Linked DNA regions of Mus musculus: region 2 is linked to region 1. A link is a contact called in public HiChIP or PLAC-seq data. All regions are on one chromosome and are shown on one strand. The core of a region is the stretch at or near the end of the contact, and the rest is flanking DNA. Distances in the headings are between cores, read along the strand shown. Region 1 holds the start of Tspan9 (tetraspanin 9). Region 2 overlaps Tead4 (TEA domain family member 4).

What was found. HiChIP or PLAC-seq counts read pairs in DNA pulled down with a chosen protein or histone mark.
Region 2: a CTCF HiChIP or PLAC-seq map of the NIH/3T3 cell line shows a contact between it and region 1, with 8 read pairs. The contact joins the enhancer-like site here to the promoter of Tspan9 in region 1. A contact is called at or near these places in 1 of 15 datasets of contacts at CTCF or cohesin (the NIH/3T3 cell line), 2 of 484 Hi-C or Micro-C datasets (Sertoli cells and cerebellum) and 1 of 9 other capture datasets (adipose tissue).

What each region holds. Positions count from the first base shown.
Region 1 is chr6:128,031,884-128,037,880 of GRCm38.p6, forward strand. Tspan9 (tetraspanin 9) reads right to left here and starts at 3,179. Exons shown (of 7, transcript NM_001379136.1): 1 at 2,283-3,179. The coding sequence starts at 2,618.
Region 2 is chr6:128,278,958-128,284,954 of GRCm38.p6, forward strand. The region is part of intron 1 of Tead4 (TEA domain family member 4); the gene reads right to left. Among named protein-coding and RNA genes, the nearest start is that of Tead4, 19 kb to the right of the region's middle. Within about 2 kb of position 3,369, at least 80 of the 459 cell types and tissues checked have an H3K27ac peak or open chromatin away from gene starts, as enhancers often do. A contact at or near this core is called in the NIH/3T3 cell line and adipose tissue, where this site is marked.

The sequences.
Region 1 (5,997 bases), core at 1,929-4,428:
CTCCAATTCCCAGAAAGCACTGGCAAGTACATGGGGAACCATTCCTCTTCTGCTAGATTCCCCATCCTTCCTAAGATCCGCACCTCACTTCTGCATCTCATGTGGTAGTGGCATTTAAGAAATGTGTCTTTGAAACTCAACTTGCCCTAGTTTGTGATTTGTCATCAGAATTCTGAAAATATTAATTAGGGTGTCGGGGAGTGGGATAGTGCATCTCTCTTCTCTTCCAGGGGAGTTCTAATTAGGAGCAGGTAGTAAGATCTTTAACTTCTAACCTCACACTGGAAAGGGCATGTGTGTCAACAAAGTGCTGCCATGTTTGTAGAAAAGATAAAATCACTCCTCACACCAGGGCTTGAGGTGCTAGAAGGCCCTTATTATCAGCAGCTTTGCTATCTAACTTCTCTTCCCCATTACGTGGGACCTGGGGATCCTGACCAAGTAACACCACACTGTGATTCACTCCATTTGGTTGATTATAAACATATTACAGGTCCCCTGCCCCAAACCAAGCTAGAATCATTCAGAAGGCACCACAAGCAGTTATACCAACTTCAGCCAGCAGGCGGCGAGATGAGAATGGCCAGGAGCCCAGGCTGCTGGGCGAGTCACTGGTCAAAAGGCTCTAAATATCTACGCCCACAGAGTCTTCATATAATTAATATATGTGCAGTGGGGCAAACCAAAAAGGTAGAATGAAACTATGAAAGAGGAAAGAGAAGGTTGGAGCAGACAGCAAACATGACAGCACTGGTGTCGACCGAGACACCAGGGAAACGCACACAAGTACTTGGCAGATACAGATCCTGGCAAAGGAATGGAGAGAGCATAAGGCACTGGCTACAAGACGGTGACAGAGTAATTCTTAACATTCCAATGGTTCTCGTCACCAGAGAATCAGAGTCTCTGACCCAGCTTTCCTACAACTCCAACCACGTGACAGGTAACCCTAATCATCACAGTGCCCCTCCCCCTCCCCACCCCCACTATCCCATCCGGGAGTATGGAAACACCCACTTCATCTCAGACCCGTCTCATAGGGGAAGAAACCATGCACTCAGGTGCCTCCTTGACCCCCAGGCTATCACAGAGCTAAGGCAGTAAGGGCCGTGAAGACCATCCATCCTAACAGCCTGGATGGAGAAGAAGCCCCAATCTTAAGGGGCGCATGAGTCACTCAAGGTCACACAAAACTCTAACAAAGAACAGAAGGCAGAGGAGACTCACACTTCTTCCTTCGAAGCCTAGAGCTTCCTTCCCCTTCTCCAGAAAAGTGGCCCCCTCCACATACACCCCCCCAAAGTTTTTCTTAAAAGTGGATCACTCCACAGGAGATGCACACTACTGCCATGCAGCCTCGCTGAGATGTCTTTCTCCTGCCCCCAGGCTCCTCCTGGACCATGCTTGGCAGCTGACGGCCTCCAGCCAGTGGCAGGACGGAGCCTGGGGATGAGCCAAACATCTGTGCTGAGTAGTCTGAGCTCTGGTGAAGAAAGACGGAGGCAGGCAGTAGTGAGGACGAAAGAAGCAGAGATGAATTAAGTTTTCATCCAGTTTGTGTAACTCGTAAGTACTTGTGCACACAGTCACCAGCGTCACACATGAGACAGACGATATTCCCAAGCCAGCCCATCCATTGACACTTTCTCTAGAAAAATCATCTCCCTTTGTCCTTTTTGCTCATCCTGGAGGCTCCTGGAGCCTGGGAAAGAGTGGCCTGGCCAAGTGCTGGCTGCCCAGCCCACAGCAATCCCTCAAAAGCAGCAGCCTGTCCCTCATCGTGTATGGCTGCTTCCTCCTCTTCCTGGGAACCATGTAAATGAGCAGGGGACTGTGACCTCCACACCCCCACCCCACCCCCACAATGCTACAGACTGGCCTCCTGCCTCCAGGAGCAATAGAAGAAACTCAGAAACCATCCTCACGGCCCCCCACCAACCCAGGGGCACAGCTGTGCCGTCTGACCCACACCCATGATGCAGGTTCCCTGGTGCAGGTACTTCAGTGTGCCTTTTTTTTGGGAGAAGGAAGCAGTGGCAAACTTTCCAGCTTCCTGGGAGCAGAACGTGTCTCTCCTGGAAGACTGACAAGTTGAAGCCTCCATTCAGCCATGGAGAAGAGGGAAAAGGGAACAGAAAGATGCAGGGAGTGGGAGGGTGCCTTCAATTTTTAAAAGCACTTACCTTTGGGCAGATAAGGTAGAGCGAGGAGGAAGTAGAAGATATTCCTAGGGTGGAAAGCAAGGAGAAGGAGCAACGGAAGACTCAACAGTAAGGACTTACCCAGAATATCAAATTGAAGAGGAACATCGTGTACTTCAAGCAGCAGAGACAGCCCCTGGCCATGTTGCACTTCTTAAATTCTAGGAGGAACACAAAGGACAGGTCCAGGTAAAACACCACGTACTTGCTGCCTTTGGGTGCATTGTACTTGTCAGTCTTAATGCCGGCCTCCGTGCGGCTCTGACCCCGCGAACCCGCGGTGCCGTAGAAGGCGCCAGCCGTGAAGCCGCGGCCGAACGGGCGGCCAGAGGTGGACGGCTTGGCAAAGTCCGAGTCCTTGCTGTCCAAAGATGGACTCCGGTGGATCGAAGAATCCTCGCTACTCGACTTCTCCATGCTCGCCTCGTTCCCGGGGGGCACGAGGGGCGGGGGGCATTGCTCCCAGAGTGGGACGGAGGGGGCACCCCGGTCGGGCACGGGTTCTGAGCAAGCTGGCTGTTGGAGCTTCGCACGCCCCCTCTCTGCACCCGCGAGCAATAGCGGAGCAACCAACTGCCGGGGGTTCACTGCCTCTGGGACGGCGCCCCGCTCCCAGCCTTAGCCCGCTGGCCCGGGAGGGCTCTGCGGCACTGTTATAAGCACGCTTGGGGAGCCGGCTCGCCTGCGTAACTAGGCTTCTTTAGGGAGGCTGCAATTTGACTGCTCTTTCCCGGGCGGCTGCACCACCGACCGGACGCAGCACTCGAGGCGAAAGGGCGCTGGGATCCAAGCTCCGCAGGCACGCCTCTTCCAACCCGGAGCCCCACCACTTTGCGGGCGCTCGGCCTCCCTTGCTCCGCGACTTTGCGGAGCCGCTGCCGGCCCTGGGCTGCCCGGGTGCGCCGCGGGCAGAGAGCCTCGGATCCGCTGCAGCTGCAACCGCTGGGCTTGCCCTGCGAAATTCCAGCCCTGACTCTCGACTCTGAAATCGCCTAGAGCCCCTTCCCCGGGCTCTGGGCCCCGCCCCCTGCTTTGCATCCGACCAATGGGCTCAAGGTCTGCCTGGCTCCGGTAGGGGAGCTACCCCCCTCCCCAATGACACAATATCTTTAATAGGATTAGCGGTCTGCTTGTGTGCCTAAACTAGTGTGCCCAGAACCCTTCTAAATGTCAAGGGCTCGCTCAGTGGCTAGGAATGAACTAACACCTCCATGGGAAAGCACTGGTTTCTTGCCCCAGCAAGGGCCGCGACTAGAGGAGGGGGAGAACTGGAGACACCAAGAACCCTAGGAAGCCAGAGGATAGGTCTGGGGGGAAAGGCTGGAAGGGAAAGAAACGGTGGCCACTACTAGGCTGGCCTCCGCCCCCTAGGAACGTCGGGCCTGTCTAGCCTGGGGCACATGGTCCCAAGCAGTACCTTTACACACACACACACACACACACACACACACACACACACACACACACACACACACACACACACACACACCACGCTTTTGCACACGTGAGAATGGCTACTGCGCACTGGTAGAGGGGCCGCAGCAGAGACGCAAGGTGTAGGAAAGCGCCCTCAGGCCTCCGCGGGGCGCGCCGCCCTCCCTGCCCCCTCCACGCGCACACGCACGCGCGGCTCCGAGAGACTCCTGCAGCTGCGCAAGCCCCCGCCTCCGCGTTCCCGAGTGGGACGGCGGGCTGCAAGGGGCAGGCGGCTCAAGTGGGGCACTGCTTTTTGCCAGCAGAAGAGCAAGGTAGCAATGCTTTTTTGGTCACACCCGAGTCCTCTCGGAGCCGAGGTCAGAGAAAAGACAGGAGGTATGTGCCTGCCAGAGGAACATCCAAAAACAGCCCTTCATCCTCTTGTGAAGCGCTGCAATGAAGACAGCCTCCTCTGGGCTTATATGCAGAAGTCTGCATTGCTGACCTGGGGCCACCACGGTTTGCAAATGATAAAAACTAGAAGACTGAGTGGGGTGGGGGTGCGGGGGTTAGACACTGAGTCTCTCCTTTGTGCAGTGAGTCAGTGTGGGAGCTAAGTTTTACCAGGCTCCCAGCAGCTAACAAGGAGCTCAGCCTCTGGAAGGTACTCCATAGGGACGGCTAGATGGAGTCTACTCTGCAACCCCCAACCCTCTATCCTGAGCCCCAAGGGGGAGCCCTTGAGGAAACACCATAGTACTACTGCCTGCCCTTTGGGCAGCACAAAATCTAGTTAGGACAGGAAGTTACTGGAGGCACAGATAGACTCAGATGGTTGTGGCTATGCCCCGAGGGGTGGGGGGTGGGGGCAGTGATTCCAACTAGGGGGAATTCACCTTCACTTTGCCCCACCACCACCCTAGAGGTGATAACTCTGAGATCTGTTTTGACTCTTCTGGGTCCCTTCTGAACTCAGAAGCAAAGCTCTGTGTGAACAACCACCACTGGGTCTCTCCTTTGGGGACCAATGGTCCTGAGATACTGTCTGAAAAAAAAAAAAAAAACAAAGACAAAAGAAAAAAGAAGCAAATGTCTAGCTGGCTCCCGTGAGAGTGCTGAGCTCTTTGACCAGGACATCTAACACCTCCTGTCCTCTTCAGCCTCACCTGCCTGCTCCAGGATACAAGGTTACCACTTCTGTCTTAGAACGTTACTTCCGGTGGGGGCACCCCCCAGCTGGACTAGAGTCAGGAGAGCTGCTGTCCCCTGGCTGGCCACCATTCCTCCTGTCAGTGTGGAGTTCAGGAATACCCAGGTGTCTTATATGTGGAGTGAACCGACAGGGGCGAGACCAGTCAGAGCAAACAGGCTCTGAACACAAGATGGTACCGTTATATCTCGGAAGGAATGACGTGTCCCCAAGGGTCCCCATGCTAGCCCCTGCCTGATTAGTCTTTTCCCATCTCTTCTCCCTAGCTCACACCTGCATCGGTCACACCAGTCTCCCCTGGTCCCTGGTCTGCCCCATCATTGTGTCTGATTAGAAATGAATGTGTACCTCCAGGGCTTGGGACCAGAAAGTCAGGCGGTAACAGGCAGGCAAGAGAAGAAGGCTGCCCAGTGTCACGGCCCTGCTTCCCCTAGTCACCCTTGTCAAAGCTACAGTGAAGTCTCACTGCGACACCTGGCTGAGTCACAATCAGACTAATAAGAGAAAATGCAGTTCATCAGCCCTTACATCCACCAGGCTGACCCTACCACATAGGTGTGGTGACCGTTCTGTTTTAGGGAAAAGGAAACGGTAGGTTTGGGTGTGCTTTCCAAGCCCATGTGCCCTCCTCTCTTGGATCTTAAACACTTGATGCCCTTGGCAGTCTTCCAGTCTAACAGAAAAAGTACGAGAGGGAGCCTGGGATGGCATGGGGTTGGGGGCGTGGGGTTATTAGGTAAAAGCATACTGAATTAGGGGAACAGGGAGGAAGATGGCTGGGGCGATGCTCTGGACAGGACAGGTAATCAGCCAGGTCCTGAGGGCTGTAATAAAGAGTGGAGAGGGGGAGGTACAGCAGAATGTAGGAGGAAGAGAGGACAAAAACAGATGGAGTCAGATCGCACCCCTCCCCTTGGGGAAACCATTCACTAGTAACAGGTCAATATGGGCAGGTTCCTGGGCATCCATAACAAGATGAATGGGACAACCCAGGGGTCCCAGGAGCTCACCAGCTAACTTGCTAGCTCTGGAAACCAGCCCTTCTATCCTGGCTCCACTTGTACCCTGGGAAGTCCAACAGAGTGATGCAGAGCCCACACAGCAGGCTGAGTGGGGAGAGCTGCCCTGTGGCCCTGCCTTGGACCAGGGCTTTTTGAAGTGGGTAAGGGA
Region 2 (5,997 bases), core at 2,119-4,618, 250 kb after region 1:
GGTAACCCTGACAATAAGAAAGCTGAAGTAGGAGGTTCAAGGGCAGGCTACCCAATCTAGAAAGAAAAAAAAATCTGGAAAAAAAAAAGAGACAGAGAGAAACACCAGGCTGGTTGTATACCTGTCTGGTACCATGTAGGCAGGCACAAGGCTCTAGGATTGATCCTCCACTTTCACAAAGGAGGAAAAGGAAGAGACAATCTCCTCCCCTCCCCTCCCTTCTCTTCCGGAATCCCTGATGAATCATTCAGGATACTTCCCTTCTCAAGCAACACACCTTATAGCTATTCTGCCCCGAAGTCATGCTAAGGTGGAAGTAGGTAGGAGTCACAGGGTGATACACAAGCTCAGCATGCCTCCAGCTGCAGCACACACTAGCACAAAGCTGGATGGTGTCCCTTGGCTTTGGCAGATGCTGCCTCTGCCCACCACCTTGTCTTCAATGCTCAGCAACAACCCAGGAGTAGAGGGGGAGGAGGCAGTCTGATGAGAGGACCGCAGCGCTGGGTTAGAGTGACCACCTTCCCAGCCTCCTCCCATGATCCTGTTCCTGATACATGCACACACAGGGTAGAGAAGCCTACAGAACTAGGTGTCTGCAGAAGGTGCCTTGCACACTGAGGAACACGTTCTACCCTGAGAATAAATGACCTTAAAGTGTCAAGCTCTGGACTAGTCATTAGGCTATGTCTTCCCTCACTCCAGATACCCCTCTGAGCTGGTTAGGCCCAGCACATTTCACAGATGGAGAAACTGAGACACCTCATGGTGCAGTGCCCCCACAGCTAGCCAGTGCAGGCTCAGAGGCTCTTCCTCACAGCAAGTCACCAGCAGGGAACTCGATCTGACTGACCACAGCAGGAAGGATATAAATCAGAGGTAAGGAGGGTAGCCCGCTGAGGAGCCAGGCGGTCTCTCTGTGCAGTGAGCTTTCCTAGTTTTTTTTTCACTGTGAATGAAATTCCTGAAAAGCAGCTGTGTCTGTCTGGAAACAGAAAACTCCTGGAATGAGTTTCTGCAGAGACGGGTGGACCGATTGAAACTGTATTAGTGGGGAGATCGGAATTTTGTAGGTTCAGACACTAATACCCTTATTTTGGCCTAGTTTTAACTTTTTAGAACAGCCATTCCTTACCCCATTCTGTACTGAACCAATACCATGTGCTAATAAATAGAACCCTTTTTTTTTCTTTTCTTTTCTTTTCTCTTCTTTTCTTTCTTTCTTTCTTTTTTTTTTTTTTCCTGGCTTTTAAAGATAGGGTTTCTTCTGTGTAGTCCCGGCCATCTTGGGACTCAATCTGTAGACCAGGCTGGCCTCAGACTCAGAGATCTGCCTGCCTCTGCCTCCCAAGGACTGAAAACCTCTTAGACACTATTAACAGGCACTAGCACCTCTCAGCGTTGCTAAGAGTGTCACCACATAGCATCTCAGGCCTATAGACTAGATCCCCAACCCCACTGATTCTGCACCTGTGATGTACCCACTGATGCATTCCAAACTTGCCTTATGACTTTCTTTGTCCTGTGAAACTCTCAATAATCTGTAAAACTGCTTCTACACTGGAACATGGAATTTTGGGGTAACCTAAATCTGTGTTCCTGGGCCACGGTCACTCATAATGGCTATAAACGATCTCTTATTCCCTTTAAGATGGGAGCAGTGGTCCCGTGTCCCCGCCCCCGCCCCGCCCCCGTTGACGTCAGCAGAGGCGTCTGCTACTCCCTAAGGTTTGTGTCAGAGAGAAACAGACCTGCAGAGGGGACCTGGAGATGTCTGAATTAGGTAAGGAGATTGAAACCCTAGAAAGGGAAGTGGCCATCAATGGCCCCAGAACTGTTGAGGCTGGGACTGGGACATCTGAGCCCTGGGCATTCTGATTCATTGTGAATACAGCCTGGATGTCTCCCAGTAACAAGAAGCGATACTTTCAAGAAGGAAAGGAGTGGGCCCCAGCCAGGGAGAGCCAGAGAAATCTCCCTCTTCATAGCTGCCACGCCCATCCTTTTCCATGATTTATTCAGAATTGCACAAGGGAGGGGCACTAAGGCAGGAGAATCCGGAATTCAAGGTCATCCTGGGCTACACTGGAGATCAAGGCTATGGGAGACCCTGTCTCAAAAAGTAAATACAGAAGAATAAGTGGTATGAGCAAGCGCTACATGCCAGGCACTGGTGACAAAGCCACGTGAGACCTGGCCCTGCCTGCAATGTCCTTCTATCAAATGTGTACAAGGTGGAAGGAGGGCCCAAAGTCATCCATAAGATCAAGTACAATCAGTTCTCTAAATCACAGTCATCAGGAATATCTGTGATCTCCAACATCACCAGGGAGTGTTTACAGAAGGGACCTGAGCATCTATGGGTTCTGGTGACCACCAGGGCACGGTTTCAGGCAGAGGAACTCAAACTTTCTGAAGCGTGTGTGTCCTGTATAACCTACATGCATCCTTCCATAATCTCATTCTATGCCCATGAATTATGAAATCTTGCCTCAGCCTCCTTAAGGCCAGACTTACAGGTATGACCTACAGGGTCATTGTTCAAAGTAGACCCACAGCCAGTGAGATGCCTCCGCAGGTAAAAGTGCTTGCAGCCAAGCCTGTAATGACCTGAGTCCAACCCCAGGGCCCATGTGGTAGAGGGAGAAAACCTAACTGCCCCCAAGTTGTCCTCTGAACTCCACATCACACAGGCACGCACACATTCTTAGTTTTTTAGCTGAATATTTCAGTCAAGTATGAATGGAAAAAAAAATCAAACTGCATGTGATATTTGTTAATTGACAGAAAAAAAAGGCATGTTATTTGCAAGAAGTCATTACTTATGTAGGAACAAGCAAGCTGTGAATTAAGACAGTAAAAGCTATTATATATACACAGAGAGAAAATACTCTCTGTAAAACACAAAACATATTTACACTCTGCCACCAGGCACAGGGGTACACACTGGGAACTCCAGCACTTAGGAACAAAGGGAGAAGGGTCACAAGATGGAGGTCAACTTGGTTGACATTGTCAAGTTTCAAGCTGGCAAGGGATATAGTCTCCAAATCAATGAAAAAAAAAAAAACAAAAGAATAAACGTGTGTGTGTGTGTGTGTGTGTGTGTGTGTGTGTGTGTGTGTGTGTGTGTGTAGTATGCACACATATGCATTTTATCTTCTCCAAGCTTATTTTGCTTCACTGTCTCCATTTACTTAACTCTTCATGGCTAAGCTGCCAAGCACAGCATCACACCAATTAACCCTCAGCGCTTGCTCAGACACTACAGATCCTTACAAAAGCAAATTGAACAGCCCCAAGCAAAGAACTGTCTGTTCCTAAGCACCAGAGGCTGGAATGCGCCTGAGGGAGAAAACACGTGCCCTAGCCAGGCTTCCAGCAGCCATGAGTTCTGCTCTGGGCCCAGGGTCAGTGAATCAGCACTGTACATTAAGCAAGGTGTCTTGGAACTGAAGCACCCACAAAACAAGCCTGTAAGTTAATTGGCTGACAAAAATCTTGTGACCAGAGGCTTGCATGAATGCAACCCAGTGTTTCTCCTATGAGTAATGATTCAGGATTTGTTAACTCGGTGCCTTTATAGGACATAATTACCATGAAAAACACCAGTGGGTCAGCTGGGTGTGACAGTACAAGCCTATAATCCCAGGACTCTTTAAGGAAGAAAGACACTGAGTCTACATCCAGCCTGGACCAAGTCGTGAGACATTGTCTCAAAGAACAAACAAAGAAATTGTGCCTACTGAGAATAACATAGGTAAAGGACTGTGGAGGGGTGGGTGATGCTGAGCTCAAGGCTCAGAGTACCACAGCCAGTGTGCGAGGTGAGCTTCCGGCAGGAAGATTCCAGAATTCTCCAAAGGTGAAAACAGCCCAGGTGTCCCTCAACCAATGAAAAAACAAGATATGGTATAACCACTCGATGGAATAGTATCCAATCAGAAAAAAACAATAATAACTGATACATGCCTCAACATGGGTGAACACGGAACAGATTCTACAAAGTGGAATGAGCCAGAAGACGCCAGACACAATATCCTCCATCTTTGGCCACTTTTACAAGAAGTACTTACAACAGTCAAATTCAGAGCTAGAAAGGAGAATAGTAGTTACCAGAAGCTGGGAGGAGAGAGAAAAACTTTTCTTTTTCAGTAGAGATTCTGTAGGCAAGGATAAAACGTTAAGGGAACGGGTGACGGTGATAGTGATAGGTGTTTAAGCACAAAACTGCAGATGTAAAGGAGTCAGCCTTGCAGAGGAGCTGAAGTAGTGGCTCAGTGGTCAAGAGCGGCTGCTACTCTTGCAGAGGACCCAGGTTTGGTTCCCAGCATCCACATGGCGGTGCACAGCCATCTCTAACACCAGCTCCAGAGCATCTGACATCTTCCAGCATCCAGGAGGCACTGCACACACATGGTGCACAGACATACATGCAGGCAAAATACACATAAACTAAAAATTACGTATTACGATGAAAAGCTGGGCATAGTAGCACATGTTCGCAAGCCCAGTGTTCGGGGGACTGAAGCAAGGGGATTGCAAGTTGCGGGCCAGCCTGTGAAACTCAGCCGGAGCTACCCCCACGTAGAGTCAAGTGGTAGTGCACACCTGTGATCCCACACACCTTTAACCCAGCACTCAGGAGGCAGAGCTCAGTGAGTTCAAGGCACCTTTGTCTATGTAGTGAGATTCTCTCTCAAACCGGGCCCCCCAAAATAAACCAAGGCAGCCAGTCCTGAAGAGTTCTTGGCCAGCCTGAGCTATGTTGCAAGCTATAGTCTATCTTAGATTATACAACATGGACTGGAGTGATAGCTCAGTGGTTAAGAACACTGACTGCTCTTCCCTAGGTCCTGAGTTCAAATCCCAGCAAACACATGGTGGCTCACAACCATCCATAATGAGATCTGACTCCCTCTTCTGGAGTGTCTGAAGACAGCTACAGTGTACATTCACTGCCCGGCTAATTTCAACTTATCAAAAAAGGAGAGAGGGGAGGGGGAGGCAGAAGGAAGGGAAGAAAAACCAAAACACGCTACGAGGGTATTTTTCCATGTGTATATTTGATTGACTACTTGAGGTCCTAGGGATTGAAGACAGAGCCTCACACACATGCTGGGCCAGCGTTCTACATTAAGCTCATTACCAATCCTCTTCTTACCTTGTGAGATGGGCTCTTGCTGCCCTCAAATATATTGTAAAGCCCAGACAGGCCCTGAATTTGTAATCCTCCTGCCTCAGCCTCTGGATTGCAAATCTGCACCACCAGGCCTGGCCTGTAGTATTTTACCATAAGAACTGTTTATCTGTTGGGTTTGAGGTGTGGGCTTGCTCTACAGACACACAGACACACACACACAGACACAGACACACACAGACACACACACACACACACACACACACAGAGTCCTTGGACCTATGGTGCTTTTGCCTCAGGTGCTGGGTTACAGACAACTACCACCTTATCTCTGTTCCTTGGCATTTAAAAGTCATTAAAAAGCCAGGAAAGATGACACACCTTTAATTCCAAGAGGCAAAGGCAGGATACCAGTGAGTTCAAGACCAGCCTGATCTACATAGCAGATTCAAAGTCAGCCAGGGCTACATAGTAAGACCCTGAGAAAAAAGGAGGGGAAAAAAAAAAGAGTCAGGAAGAAAAAACGATGTGACGGAGAAGGCACTTCAGGGGACCCCAAAGTACAGATGACAAAGAAAGGTGGCTTGTTTGTAGTTGGAAATGAAGTTGACCAAACAAGAAAGTTTCCTGTCAGCGGTGGGTGGATGGTTCCTGGAGAATAGAGGAAGGAGAACGAGCAGGGGAAAGAAAACAAGCGAAGGGGCCGGCCCTGGGCACAGGCCCACTTACTCAGCCAGAAAAACTGACCCCAGAGTGACTTTCTAAAGATGAGGCCGGCTTGCTGGAGATGGGAAAGAGGCCTTCTACTGTGTGTGTGTGTGTGTGTGTGTGTGTGTGTGTGTGTGTGTGTGTGTGTG